2 separate regions of the Ovis aries genome follow, and region 2 is linked to region 1. A link is a contact called in public Hi-C data. All regions are on one chromosome and are shown on one strand. Each heading gives the region's core, a stretch centred on a gene start, on an enhancer-like site or on the middle of the called end of the contact. The rest is flanking DNA. Distances are from core to core; before and after follow the strand shown. Region 1 holds the start of CITED2 (Cbp/p300 interacting transactivator with Glu/Asp rich carboxy-terminal domain 2). Region 2 has its middle 370 kb from the start of CITED2.

Region 1 (4,536 bases), core at 1,560-4,059:
TCATCAATCTCCCAGTATTTTATTCCAGTCTACCTCCATTTAAGTAGTTGAATCAGGTATAACCAGAAACACTTGATTTCCCCCTCCCACCCTGTGAAATAGTATTTGTAACGTTTAGTATTACAAACCATTCTAACTCTGGAGTACACTTGAAAATGATGGCAATTAAGAAAAAAAAATTGCTCTTTGACAACTTTGCAGCTTTTGATTAAACCACACCAAGAGGCATGTTACAGTGATAACAATGAAGCATTATGCCAATTATGTTAAATCCTGCTCTCCACTTTAAGCTCATCATGACCTGTTTCAGTGTCCTGTAATTTATCCTTTGGAATGCTGACTCTCCTCAGTAGTGTTCAAAAGGAAAAAACAAAGCCACCAAAGGGAATAACCACCCCCAAATGACTTCTAGAAAACAAGTATTTCTTAACTTTTTATTGACATTGGCAAATTAAAATAGAATAAATTAACAAGTATTTTTTCAAAAAAATGTTTTGTACAAAAATACTGTCAAAATTTCCTAAAAAGCTTTCAACACAGTAGTATCTTTTCATGTACTGAATATAACTATTAGCACAGTGTCAAAAATGTTGAAGACAGAAACAAAATAAAAATCTGTGAAATGTTTGCCACTGACGACATTCCACACCCTATTATTGTCTGTACATATGGGGGAGGGGGACAGCCACCTTGAAAGTGAACAGTATGACTTTTCCTGATCCAGAATGGTTTGGCCCACATCTGTTTAATCTTCCAGTTAAGCATATTTTAAAAATTAGTCTGTACTCAAATGCATAGTTAAAAATATGAAGCGAGATGGCAGAGTTTGTGCAGTAATATCTGCCCTTCAAAGTTCATGCAACCAACTAATGCAATTTTTCCTTTTCCTCATAAATCTGAATGCAGTTCAGTCATTTGAAACCATCTACAAAATCCACAAGATTAAGCAGTTTGCCAAGATTAATATCTAACAGTTGAGCACTGGAGAAAGTGAGGAAATAAGGAGTAAAAACAAACAACAAAAAAGACCAAGTTAGCTAGGTATTTCAACTACATAAGGGAGGTGAATGTCCAGGCTACAAAAACGAAACAAAAACAGGAAAAAAAAAAAAAAAGTGGCAGCAATTTTTTAAACCAATTTGTACAAGTTTATAGTTTACTTTGTTTCCAAGTTCTCAAACCTTTCACGCTCTGAAAAGTGAGATACTGTGTCTAAAGGGAATGTTTTTTTTAATTCACACCGAAGAAGTTGGGGGATTTGATTTTTTTTTTCGCCGGGGTTTCGATCGAGTCAACAGCTTACTCTGCTGGGCTGTTGTTTGCACACGAAGTCCGTCATAAAATCAAACTCGTTTTGCCCCAGCCAGAGTTCGGGCAGCTCCTTGATGCGGTCCAAACCCATTTCTATCACTAAGGACATGAGCACTTCCTCGTCGATGAAATCAGTGTCTATGACATTGGGCGGCAGCACTGCAGCAGGGACGTGGGCCACGGAGGCGGGCATGTTGCTGCTGCTGCCGCCGCCGCTGCCGCCGCCGCTATTGCTGCTGCCCGCGCCGCCGCCCGAAGTGCCCGCGGAGCCGCCGGGGGTGCTGCTGCCGCCCGAGCCGCCGGGGGTGCTGCTGCCGCCGCTGTGCTTGGGGTTGCAATCTCGGAAGTGCTGGTTTGTCCCGTTCATCTGGTGGCCCGCAGCAGGGTGCAAATCCGGCATGTAGTGGTTGTGGGGGTAGGGGTGATGGTTGAAATACTGGTTGTTGAGCTTCTGCAGCTGCATGCTGGCTGGCAGGGAGCCTCCCTGGCTGGCCACCGGGGGGCCCATAAACTGGGAGTTGTTAAACCTGGCCGCGGGGGCCAGAGCGCTCGGGGGGTGCCCTCCGTTTACAGTCCCCGGCCCCATCGCGTGCCTGATGCCGCTCGAGGCATTCATGTTGCTCGCGCCGTAGTGTATGTGCTCGCCCATCAGGGCGTTGAAGGCGTGTTGCGGCTGCTGCTGCTGGTGATGATGGGGGCTAGGAAATTGCCCCATACCCATGCGGTGGGCAGGGTGGTGGTGCAGCCCATTGGTGCCGTCGGGGAAGCGCCCGTGGTTCATGGCCATCATATGGTCTGCCATTTCCAGTCCTGCGAGTGAAAAGGGCAGACAGTAAGACCCGCGCCACACGTGTCGCCCACCACAGCGCACCCCACTTTTCCTCGCCCCTGGCTCCCAGGTTCACCCGACGCACTTCAGCTGCGAATCCTCATCCCGAAAATCCCACTAGGAGCCTGTGCACCCGGGCTACCCACCAAGGAAGACCTGCCATCCACAACAGAAGATCTGCGCGCTGCACAAACAGCTCTTTTCCCTGCGATCCGGCGGGGCACCCAAGCCCACACCCCCCTCTGGCTCCCCGAAGTCGCCTAATAAAGGAAGTGCCCCATAGCCCAGCCGCGAACTTCAGGCATTAAATCAGCCCTCCTCATCCTGTTGTTGCACATCCTGTTGTTATTCCCCAGCTCCGCCTCGCGCTCTTCCTCCGGGCAAACCCAGCCCTCGGAGGACTGGCCTGGCAGGAGCCCCAGCCAGCTTCGCCCGCCGCACTTACCTTCCGTCCTTGCAATTTCTGCTCCGAAGACCGAGGGCGGGATCGTCGGGTCCAGGACCGGCTCAGCAGCACATAGAGGGGGCCTTCCTGGCGTGCAAGGCGCTCACAGTCGCGAAGTCTGCGCCGAAGTCTTGCAGCAGCCGCTGGGGCAGGATCGGAGCCGTTCCCTTTTATTTCCCCTCTGCTGCACTCACAGCTCGGCGAGACCGCCCGGCAGCTGCCAACAATGAGCTGTGTTTCTTAGGGCTTTGGCCACAGTTAATATAAGGGATTTCAGGAAGGGCGGAGCGAGAGCCTCCCCAGCGGGCGGCTGGCAAACGCGGATTCCGGAACATCAGGCACGCGGGACCGGGCTGGGCAGCCGCGTCCCCGCGGCCGGAGGCACGTGCGCAGAGCCTGAGGGCCCAGGCGCCGCCCCGCTGTCCCCCGATTCTGGTTTCTTCTCGGCCCACAAATACCAGGCCAGACCTCCCCCGGCACAGAAAGTCCTCCCTGGACTCTCAGCCCGAAGGTAGCGCCCGCCGCGAGAGAAACTAGGAAAACTCACCGCCCCCCTCTGGCCGAATCCCCACCTCGAGCTCACCTAGCGACCTGGGCTGCTTTCTGTGGGAAAATAGGGTTCACACAGCGCCCCCTGTTTAGTGCCTTTCTGCCTCCGCGGCTTTGCAAAAGCCTACCCAGGTTGCAAAGAATGGCTGTGTTTACCAGAGTGGGTTTTTAAGCCACGGGCAAATAATGCCCCCTCCCCTGTGCGCGCTTTCCTGGACTGTGCCTTTGTGTTTTTATAGGAGCAGTAGGTAAACCTGATCTAGACATTTTGCGTGTAGATGCATTTCCTCCACTCCTTTCAAGGACAGGAGCTGGGGGCGGGGAGCGGCAGCGGCAGCCGCTGCAGGTGGACCGAGCGCGTTCGCGGGCTCGGCCGCCTCCGCTCCAGCGCCTGGGAATCCGGTCCGCGGTTTCGCGGCAACTCGCCGCTCTCGGGGTACGTGTGCTTCTGCTAAGTTTGCGTTTGCAGCTCTTGGTAGCTTTGGCATCCGAGCTGAGGCGTCTCTGCTCTGTAAACAAACTCAGCGATCCTCGTCCCCAGATCCACCTTTTTGCACATACACAGTTTCTTGCTTCTGCTGTTGCCCTTGATCCGGGAGGTGGGGGTGTGTGCAAACTTGCACAGCCTCCCTCCGGGCTCTGCCTGACGGTTTGGGGTTGATTTAGAAGCGAACGGGTTTGTAATTAAGAAATTCGAGGGCTGAGTAAGGCTGCTGAAGCTGGAAAAGGAAAACAAATAGATAACATGGTAATCGCTTTGTAAATAAAGTCGTTCTGGAGGTGGGCACGTAGCTGCACGTCCCGTATGGCACCGCGCGCGCACACACACTGCTGGGACTCTTCCTTTTCAGTGAAATTGCTCAGTGGGCCAATAGGCGATAATAATAACCTTGCTTCCCAGAACGCGGCACAACTAGCCTGGTCGTCCATTTGGCTCATTGACTTGCAAATAAAAGCCCTAACGCGGGCCTGGGCCACTACCCAGTCGGAGCTCTCTTGCTTTCTCAAATGGGGAAGCCGAATTGTTTCCCCAACACCGTGATGAGGTTGCTCGGAGCTTTTAAATTGCTCTTTATGTGGTAAAAGTGAGTTTAGCGCTCCGAATAAGGACTTCTGTTCAGAGTTGTTTCTTCATAACTAGATATCCATTGACGACTTCCTGCTGTGAAGAGCAAGTCCCCCCCCCCCCCGCCCCTTTTTTTTTCTCCCATCTTGCTCACAGGACTTTTAAAGGCCCTTTTTGAAGACTGGAAATTCTGATACATTTCCCCTTTCAGGAATTTGCAGAAGAGAGCAAATCCTGATTATTTGAATCTATTACCCCTCTGTCTTCCTTCAGTTATATGTGTGTAGAATAGTTAATATATGGATTTAAACATTGTTACTGTCTTCCTCTCTTTCC
Region 2 (4,335 bases), core at 1,064-3,563, 370 kb after region 1:
TCCAGATTCGCTGACATAATGAATGCAAAACCTAGATGGCATCATCCTTTAGGGATCTGAATAATTCTGCTGGAATTTCATTGCATCCATTAGCTTTATTAACAGCAACCATTCTTAAGGCCCACTTGACTTCACACTCCACAGTATCTGGCTCTGGGAGACTAACCACACCATCATGGTAATCCAGTTCATTAAGATCTTTTTAATATAGTTCTTCTGTGTATTCTTTCCATCTTTTCTTGATCTCTTCAGCATCTACCAGGTCTCTACCATTTTTATCCTTTACTGTACCCATCTTTGGGTGGAATTCTCCCTCGATGTTTCCAATTCTCCCGAAAAGATCTCTAGTCTTTCCCTTTTGTTGTTTTCTTCTATCAGTAAGCATTGTTCATTGAAGAAGGCCTTCTTGTCTCATCTAGCGATTTTTTGGAGCTCTGATTTAATTGAGTGTAACTTTCCCTCTCCCTTGCTTTATGCTTCTCTTCATTCTTCCACCATGTAAAGCCTTCTCAGATAACCTGGCAGCTCAGCTGCTGCCTGCAAAGCAAGGGACCCTGGTTTGATTCCTGGGTTGGGAAGATACCCTGGAGAAGGGATGGGCTACCCACTCCAGTATTCTTGGGCTTCCCTAGTGGCTCAGACAGTAAAGAATCCACCTGCAACGTGGGAGAACTGGGTTCAGTCCTTAGATTGGGAAGAGCCCTTGGAGAAGGGAACAGTTACCCACTCCAGTATTCTGACCTAGAGAATTCCAAGGACAGAGGAGCCTGGCAGGCTACAGTCCATGGAGTCACAAAGAGTTGGACATGACTGAGCGACTTTCACTTTCATTTTCCTTCAGTTCAGTTTAGTCGCTCAGTCATGTCCAACTCTTTGCAACCCCATGAATCGCAGCACGCCAGGCCTCCCTGTCCATCATCAACTCCCGGAGATCACTCAGATTCATGTCCATCGAGTCAGTGATGCCATCCAGCCATCTCATCCTCTGTTGTCCCCTTCTCCTGCTGCCCCCAATCCCTCCCAGCATCAGCATCTTTTCCAATGAGTCAACTCTTCACATGAGGTGGCCAAAGTACTGGAGTTTCAGCTTTCGCATCATTCCTCCCAAAGAACACCCAGGGGTGGTCTCCTTTAGAATGGACTGGTTGGATCTCTTTGCAGTCCAAGGGACTCTCAAGAGTCTTCTCCAACTCAAAAGCATCAATTCCTTGGCGCTCAGCTTTCTTCACAGTCCGACTTTCACATCCATACATGACCACTGCAAAAACCATAGCCTAGACTAGACAGACTTTTGTTGGCAAAGTAATGTCTCTGCTTTTCAATATGCTGTCTAGGTTGGTCATAACTTTTCTTCCAAGGAGTAAGCGTCTTTTAATTTCAAGGCTGCAGTCACCATCTGCAGTGATTTTACCAATTTACTTGCTTGCTTTTCTTTTTCTTTGTGATGGCTTTTAGCCTGCTCCTCCATGATTTCCCTCATGAAAATACTGCCATCATCTAGAACAGTAGACAAATTCTACTCCCTGAGCCCTCCTCCTTAATAAAAATACTTCTGTGTATTTATTCTTTTTCCCCCTCTGACAATTTGAATGTAAAAAGCATAGATTTTGGAGCCAGAATTTTCTGAGTCTGAATTCTTTCTCTGCATTTCATAAATTGTGTGACTTTGGGCAAATTATGGAACCTATCAGGCCTTGGCTTCCCAGGTGGCGCAGTGGTAAAGAATCTGTGCAAGAGACATAAGAAATGTGGGTTCGATCTCTGGGTTAGAAAGATCCCCTGGCTACAGCCCATAGTTTTGCAGAATTGGATACTACTGGGGTACTGAGCACAGTTGCCACTGGATTAGATGGGAACAAAGCATATGTGAGATTGTCTGTCACAGTAAATATATTTTTGTCTTTTATTTCCCTTACTAAGATTTGCATGTTCAACATTTACAAAAGTTTGTTCAAAACAGGTCCTCATAGAACTTGGGCAAGTGCACTGAACTGGTTGAACTTCATGGTATTCAAGCTATAAAGATACACGTTATAGACTCACACTCCAGCCCCTTCTCTAACTACTTCAGCTGTGAGCCTTGAGCATCGTCATGAGAAGAAAATCTAGGCTATTTCTCATTTGGCCTCAGTTCTTCTTCTTCAGCTGTCAAGACCTCTCTCATTTAGAACAAACATTGTGGCAAAACAAGGAGGCAGCCGAAGCATAACCACACAGGAATCTGGATGAGGTGTCCGTTTCACCTTCAGAACTGTCTCAGTGTTTTGAGCAGCTCAGAGGTCAGGAATGCTGTTGTCATCGGCGTTAGAGCTGCGTCCTGAATAAATACCAAGTTAGGAGGAAGATGACTCAGCCCTCAGAGCTGCCCAAACCTCATACTCCTCTGATATTTTAGGCAACACAGAGTGGTAAGCAGCTGTTAGATATCTTTGCTTCTTTGTTCAGGCAAAGCTTAGCCTGTTCCATTCGGAAAGAAAATGGTCATAATTTCCAGCCCATTTAAAGCTCTTCTTTCTTAGAATTGTTATTGCACACGTAGCCTGGACCACACAACTTAGTTTTATATAGCCTCATCTCATTTTCTGATTATTTCCTGATTCCAAGTGGGTATTAAGTTTGTCATTGGAGGAGACCATATTTATATTCCTCTTACATTCTCTTCACATTTATAGATTAGTCTTGGACCTGTAGTAGGTGGTACACACAAACACTAATTTCATTTGTATAGGACCTTAAAATGAACAAGTTACTTCTACATCCATTCTTTCCTTTGAACTTCACTATGACCCCATAAAGTAATTGTTTATCTCTATTTTATAGGCCAGGAAACCAAAGTTCAGCGAGATTAAGTACAGTGCCAAAGATCATATAACTAGCAATTAGCATAGCCTGAATTTATATATATATATATATATATAGAAAATATATATGGAATTTATGTAATACAATTCCCAAAATCCAATCCTAAGTTTCATTGTTTAATGGAGGCTAAATTGAAAGACTTTAAGAAGTATATTTAATTTTTGTCTAGGTATTGGATTCCTGTTGCTCACATTTTTCTTCTGGCTCTGGAATTAGAATACCTTGTGTAATTTGTAAAGATGTAGATCTAAAATCTGATTATTTTTTGTATACACAGAAAATTTTATCTGTGCATATTTAAGGAGAAATGGCACAGGAAAATTCCCACATAATAAGAAAACACAAATTCATTTTTATCCTAGTTAATATGTTTGTAGCAGATATCCAGAGAATTCATAATATTGGGGAGCATCATTGTTCATCTTAAAGATATGGTGAGCAAGAGTCTATGTGGTTAAGGAGAACAAAAATTATGTAAATAATTTAAAAAGTGGTGAGTCATTTAATTCATTCAACAGTTCTCTATAGAGCATTTGCACTTTCTATCATGGTTTTGAACACATGTTAAAAATTGGGGAGCTCAGATTACTCTTGGAGTTCAAACAAGATAACCCAGGTTGCACACTAAAATGAGTCAGAAGGAACTGGAGGGCTACCTAGCTTTTCATTTTGGTCTCCTGCTACAAATGGATAGTAAGTCTGAGATTGATGGAAGACACTGGCCTCGATGATTATGTTATGATTCATAGATTCCTGGTATAGAACGTAATTGAGTATTTTGCCTTTAGCGGCTTCCTCTTTCAGTTATTGCTAGACTAGAGTAAATAAACATCCTATTTATATCAACAAAGTAATAATTTAAGCAAATTAAATGTTAAAGCCCATTAAATCTGTAAAGGAACCTGAGTTTCAGTATGAGTGAGTGCAAGCACAACGATTTAATCTTTATTTGAGAGATTATTGAGTGTGATGTGCAAGCATTTTATGTTGTTTGTATAATTAATATCCTCAGTAATTTACCACACCTTTTACTTCATTCATGAAAATTGTAAAGGATTACCTGTGGATATTTGAGAAAGGTAGCTTCATTGACCACCAAAGTAGAAAGAGAGTGGTCGAGGGAGGAGTGGGCAGTAGAAGAGCATTCAGAATATTACTGTTGTAGCTGCAGAGAAATCTATATTTCTATCTTCCCGTTTAATCCCTTCATCCCACTCTGTGCCTTAACCTGGAATAGATCACTGTGCTTCTCCATTAAAAATAATGCACAGACATTTAGATTGATGATTACTGCTGCATTCAAGGTTCTGTAAATAATGATAACATTACTGTCCAGCACATTATATAAGATCACCTAAATTATAAGTAGAAGATGTATCATGTCATGGTCAAGTCTAATATGTATGATTTACAGGCTTAATTCTCACTGTCAGAAGTGTCTGTTGAAGAGGGCAAGAGTAATCACCCTTATCT

What was found. Hi-C and Micro-C count contacts between places; a contact is called where the count stands out from the background.
Region 2: a contact with region 1 is called in a Hi-C map of muscle, with 5 times the contacts expected there. The contact joins the enhancer-like site here to the promoter of CITED2 in region 1. A contact is called at or near these places in 2 of 16 Hi-C or Micro-C datasets (muscle and skin fibroblasts).

What each region holds. Positions count from the first base shown.
Region 1 is chr8:64,320,869-64,325,404 of ARS-UI_Ramb_v3.0, forward strand. CITED2 (Cbp/p300 interacting transactivator with Glu/Asp rich carboxy-terminal domain 2) reads right to left here and starts at 2,810. Exons shown (of 2, transcript NM_001308562.1): 1 at 2,586-2,810; 2 at 831-2,121. The coding sequence starts at 2,113. The coding sequence ends at 1,292.
Region 2 is chr8:64,694,173-64,698,507 of ARS-UI_Ramb_v3.0, forward strand. No RefSeq gene overlaps it. Among named protein-coding and RNA genes, the nearest start is that of CITED2, 370 kb to the left of the region's middle. Within about 2 kb of position 2,314, at least 24 of the 54 cell types and tissues checked have an H3K27ac peak or open chromatin away from gene starts, as enhancers often do. A contact at or near this core is called in muscle, where this site is marked.